Linked DNA regions of Cyprinus carpio: region 2 is linked to region 1. The links are chromatin contacts, called in public Hi-C maps. All regions are on one chromosome and are shown on one strand. Each heading gives the region's core, a stretch centred on a gene start, on an enhancer-like site or on the middle of the called end of the contact. The rest is flanking DNA. Distances are from core to core; before and after follow the strand shown.

Region 1 (2,788 bases), core at 130-2,629:
TACCACGAGTCACACGTATGCAAAATATCTTTCCTAAACTGTCTAATCATGCAAATACATTCACACTGGCCCCAGTCCCATCTTGTCTGCCCACAGGAGAAATAGCATTCCTTTGCTTTTTCTGAGAAAGCACTATCCCATTATACTGTGATACACTGGGGCAACTGGAATCCCTGCTGTCCTCTCCAAGAGGGGCCGGCTGCCCACGTGTGTGTCCTGCCACATGCATGCATTCCTGCTCTGTGAATCACACTATAGCAGACTGGTGTGATACATTTAAACTTATTGAGTTAGGGCAGGGATTGTCAAGCGGTGGGTCACGACTCAAAATTGGGTTTCATGTTATAGGTATAAACAATGCGAAATGAAAGTAAGAAATAAAATAAGTAAAAATAAAACATGTAAAATAATTAGGGTTATCATACATCAACCTACAACACATACGTAACAGTAAAAAATAGACAAAGTAAAAAAAAATATTATCCAGACTACACGATGACCACAATATGCTTTATATCGTTAATTATTTTATTTTTCATTAACTTTTTAAATTCAACTTTTTAAATAATTAATATCAACATTTTAATTTGCTTTTAAAGACATTTTTGTTTTACATTTGTACAATTTTGGTAATGCATTGGGTCATCACTAATATCAAATGAAAAATCTGGGTCCTGAAGCAAAACCAGGCCACAGGCTGACGCAGACAGACAGAGATGGTCTTTTGTGAATATACAATGACAAGGCAAGTATTTTGGGACAACAGAGAGAGAGGAAAACTGGAGGAGACATAATAAAAAACACACAAACTTCATGCTGTCCTACTGCAGTAACCGAAGTGATGCAGTCAGCCAATCAGAGGCATGCCACAAAGTGACCCCTCCTGTCCCCACTGGGGTAAATTGTTTCTGTGTCTAGTTTTGTTTCTCAGTCTTGCATGCGTTGTTTATTTCCCTGTGCTGTCTGTTTCCGTGTCTAATGAGGACAAACAAGTCTGTGCATTTGCCAGGCAGTCATGAATGCCGTGCTGTTCTGGTCAGCTTTGTGTATATGACAGTATGGGGTGGTGGGCAGAGAAAGCGAGAAAGACAGACTGCTTTAGGAGTCTAAAAATAGACTAACGGGAAAGTTTTCGACACAGTGGCTGATGCTGCACATTCTGAGCTTTGGAGTAGGATCAGGTGTGTGAATCCACAGAGGACTGAAACACCACAGAGACTCACAGCAGCAAGCAAGCAAAACATCTTCCCACTCCTGTCCAAATCCTCCAATAACATTCATTTTTTAAACAGACATTCATTAAGTAGAAGCTACAGTTTAAGAAGCCTGTTTTTAATATGAAGAAGTGATCGAACTGTACTTTCATGCTTTAAATGTTCCTTTAAATGTCCTTATTTAAGCAATAAGAATACAGAAGGGCCTTATAATAATATTTTACATGTTAATTTTTCATGTCATTTATTTATGTATGCATGTGTTTTTTATTTATATTTATGCTACATTTGTAATGAGTGAATATAAAATAAAGAGGAAAATAAAATACAGTAAAATAGAAAATAATAATAATAAAAAAAATCTAATACCCAAAAATGGCCCATTAACTGAATAAAGGTCATGAAGAAGGGAAATAGGGTCAACTTTATAATTCCTCAAGTCAATAAAGGGACTAAGAAAAAAAATACATTCCGTACAAACACATATTGGTACCTCTATGAGCTCTGGCCGGAGGTTGATGGTGTAGAGCCAGTCTGTGAGTTGTGGGTATGAGTCCAGCGCCAGCGGTCTGTCACTCTCTGGAACACTCTGCTTCCACTCTAACTGTTTACTAATGTACTTCACCAGCTTCACCTGTAGATGGCGATCACACACATACACAGACTTATTAGGCTGGTGTAACAACAGCTTTAAGAGACAACTCACTGTCATCTGTTTGCATTTTAAATTAACACCATTTTTTCCTCCAATTAGATGTTATACCTTCTAAAGAAGAGAAATTAACCTCTTATTAATTTAGCATGAAGCTCTTTGTAGATTAAGATCATTTGAGAAAAAACAGGATGACATCAGACACGAATAAGGCGAAAAAAAAAATCAAATTTCATGGCATATATTTCAGAGCACTTCAGAGAAAAAGTGCTGTTTCAAAGTCCCTAGTCAGATGCCACAGAAGTTTGAAATCAGTACACCAATGAGGGATGAGCATGTTGATAATTCAGCAGAAGCATTTTTCTCTAAACCTTCGTGTCTGCAAGCAAGTGTTGCACACAGAATGCAAAGTGAGAACAGAGCAAAGGAAATCCCCATGTGTGACTTCATTTTAAACGGTGGGCGATGAAATTGTGTGTTGTATGTGTGTGTGGTGTCAGTACAACAACCGAATACAGTGTAAACAATCACTGTACACAAACACACCACACTCTCTTTTTCAGTGCAAGTACCAGCCAGTGCATCAATCTGTAATTTTCTTACCATCACTAGACTGACATTGGGTTAAAAATATAAAGCCATTAACGTACAATGCCCACAGGACAAAGATGTTTCAGAAGCGCCTTCCCTTTGTTGCCGTAACGCTCCCACTGCAATAAACAGTGCTGTCTATAAATAGACACTGGTTATCATGGCAAGGGAGTCTGGACTCTTTCTCACAGGGGCGTCTTTTCCGCCACTATGGCAACCCTGGCTGGAACACACTTGGGGGCTGCAGCCAGAGTCCCATGTGACATCATGGAGCAGCGAAACACTGCGGTCCACAGGTTAACAGAAACCACCACACACCTGCCTCTATAGA
Region 2 (2,843 bases), core at 224-2,723, 36 kb after region 1:
TTATAGCCTTCATTAAGTTAAATTACTGTAACTGTATGTCCATCTACTTTCGCAAATTAAAAACCTGTTTGATAAAAAACGAAAATGGATAATTCAGCCAAAAATGATGATCGTTTTACTCGCCAACATGTTGTTCCAAACCTGCAAGACTGTTTTCCTTGCCGAACACAATTTATTTTTTAAAGAAAATTGACTACCATAGTATGGACAAAAATACCTCAGACATTTCTCAAAATATCTTCTTTTATGTTCCACTGAGAAAAGAAAGTCAATGCAAATGATGACAATGTTATTTTGGGGGTGAACCATCTTTTAAATTAATTTATTTCTAATTATACTTTTTTAGACAAATACAACTTTTATGTTGTGGATAATCTATTTTGTTTTTCTAGCACTTTTTATGGTAAATAGTAAGTTAAATCTCACTAGTAACCATTCATTACTAGTATAGTGAATATGTAACAATTGGAATGTGTAACACTTTATAGTAAAAATTATATGTATGTAGAATTGAGTGACAAAAAGAAACCCCACTAATTCGTTACCAGAAACAATGGAATAGATACTAAGAGGATACAGACTAGTAGCAGGTAATATCTCGTAACTGAATAGATAATAGTCACTATATGAACACGTCCTGGACATTACAATTTTGTAAACAAAAAAAAAAATTGTTAAAGTTGATATAATTAACACAAAGCATAACTGCGCAACGTGTAGCTGACATGGTGAGTCACTCACAGGGGGCTGGAGAAACCGCTGCTGCGGGTGGGGGAGGGTGTGATAATTAAAGAACTAACAAGAACTATGAAATATTCAAATAACTGTCAATATTTTAACGGTCGTTCGCAGTTGTTTGGGTTCAATCTGCGTCTTAGCGACAATTGTGTCTTAATATGGCTGATATAGAGAAACCACACAAACACTGGATTTATGAGTAACTTCAGTCGCTTATTCATAGCTACACAAATGTAAACACTAATTATACAGGACAACACACACGTTAAAAAAGGAACTAACGTTAACGGTTAAACAACAAGACCCTGTCCGCATTGAAAACAGTTACGAGAAAAGGTGAAACTCACCTATTTCATTTTCGTTGACAAAATCTGGGAAGCTTGCCATCTAAATCGAAGCGAGTCTCTTAAATCTGAATCTTCTTGGTAACGAAATACAGGCGTTGAGATGAATGCGCCGAACAAACGGAAAAGGCTGTATGTTATGGCGCGTGTCTCCGGTGAGTCAAATGCCTGGGAATGCGGAGCGTCTCACGTCGACGCAACGCCTGACTATAGTTACATATACGACTGTTAGCCGAAAGTATTATCTTTAAAGTGCAAAATGAGTATATTAAATTGATATTTAAAGAAAGAAACTGAGCCAGTAATAGTCTAGCTTCTTAAACAGCGTTGCGCTCGGTTTGAATGTAGCGTATTGTAATGGCTGCGTGCCTCCTAATGATTCGAACACACACACTGATGGGCGGGATACTCTAGCGACGTCAGAACGGTTGCCATGGCGACGGAGGATCATCGATTTCTGATTCGCGGAAATCCGTTTACTCGTGGCCTCTGATTGGCTGTCTACTCGAGAATATGAATGGAACGTGCTGAAAAGGAGCGAGACGAAGAAGCGCTAAATTAATCCAGTGCTGTAATTTAAATGCTTCTCTCTAAAAGAGCATTAAAATCACTAAATCGGTAAAGGAATTGCTTGAAAGGTGTCAGGAATTTAATGTAAAAATGATTTCGTTTTATTTTTGGTCTGTTGTGCCTGTTAATGGTTCATGTCGTGATAAATCCCGCTGAAGCACTTAGAGAACAAAGAAAGTTTTGTTGCAATGTTAAATATCAACGATTTGTAGTTCAGAAACTCCCCATGAAGAGTCTCTGTAAAGTAAAAATGAAAATGTATATGTATTCAGGGTTATTTTAATAACTGTTATTCAGAATATATGTTATGAGAACATGTCTATGTTAATTTTATTAGTTGCAGATAAATAGGACTGTTTTTATTATAATACATTTATACATGTACATTATCTTATTATATTATAAAAATGCAAAATTGTTAATTCATACTGACATGACGACAACGAAAAGTGGTAAACCTGGAGAAAGTTAATACTTTTCTACAACTGTGATGACCCTTTCAAACTAAATGGGTGATTTAAAAAAAATAAAAAAAAAATTATCAAAAAATTCAAAGATAAAAGCAAAAGAAGCATGAAAAACCTCTGGCAGAAAAATTAATAAGAGTTGCTACCAAAGGCAAAAGATGGAGACAAAAGCAGGTGGTTCCTGTCAAACCTGCTGCGAAAAAAGACCCAAAAGCACACAGCAAATCTTTTGGAATGGTTCTGAAGAATGATTGGTATTCTGTTCAGTAACAAGGAATGGGGTTGGGGGGGACGTATGCCCTGTGCTGTATGCGTCATTTCTCTCAACTAGGTTTTGCTCTTACAAAATCTTTGTTCTTTCAATTCATATCATTTTCATAACAGATTACAGATACATAATAGACAGACTATATTCACAAATAGCACAGCCTCGAGTGCCTTTTTTCCAGTTATACAATGCTTAGTACTTTAAAATATTTTTTTCTTCTGCTAATGGATGTTATGGTTTAATTTATATCAACGATAAAACATACAAGTGCCAGAACATTCTGTTAGCAGAGTTCAGATAAAACTGATAATGTATGATGAATGCGATCTTACAGTTCTGTCTGTCTGTTCTCCTTGTGCTTTATATGTGGTTTCAGCTATTTGATTTTTTTTTTCCTACTAAAAAGTTAGAATGCAAAATGATGATTGAAAAAGAGCTCTGGAATAGTGTTTCTGG

What was found. A called contact is a pair of places that touch in the nucleus more often than the background predicts.
Region 2: a Hi-C map of skeletal muscle shows a contact between it and region 1, with 2.3 times the contacts expected there. The contact joins the promoter of wsb1 here to the enhancer-like site in region 1. A contact is called at or near these places in 2 of 8 Hi-C or Micro-C datasets (both in skeletal muscle).

What each region holds. Positions count from the first base shown.
Region 1 is chrA15:18,705,737-18,708,524 of ASM1834038v1, forward strand. LOC109103100 (kinase suppressor of Ras 1-like) reads right to left here. Exons shown (of 20, transcript XM_042771353.1): 2 at 1,708-1,848. Among protein-coding and RNA genes, the nearest start is that of LOC109103100, 17 kb to the right of the region's middle. Within about 2 kb of position 1,380, at least 1 of the 8 cell types and tissues checked has an H3K27ac peak or open chromatin away from gene starts, as enhancers often do. A contact at or near this core is called in skeletal muscle, where this site is marked.
Region 2 is chrA15:18,742,029-18,744,871 of ASM1834038v1, forward strand. It overlaps wsb1 (WD repeat and SOCS box-containing protein 1), which reads right to left and starts at 1,474. Exons shown (of 9, transcript XM_042771355.1): 1 at 1,086-1,474. The coding sequence starts at 1,125.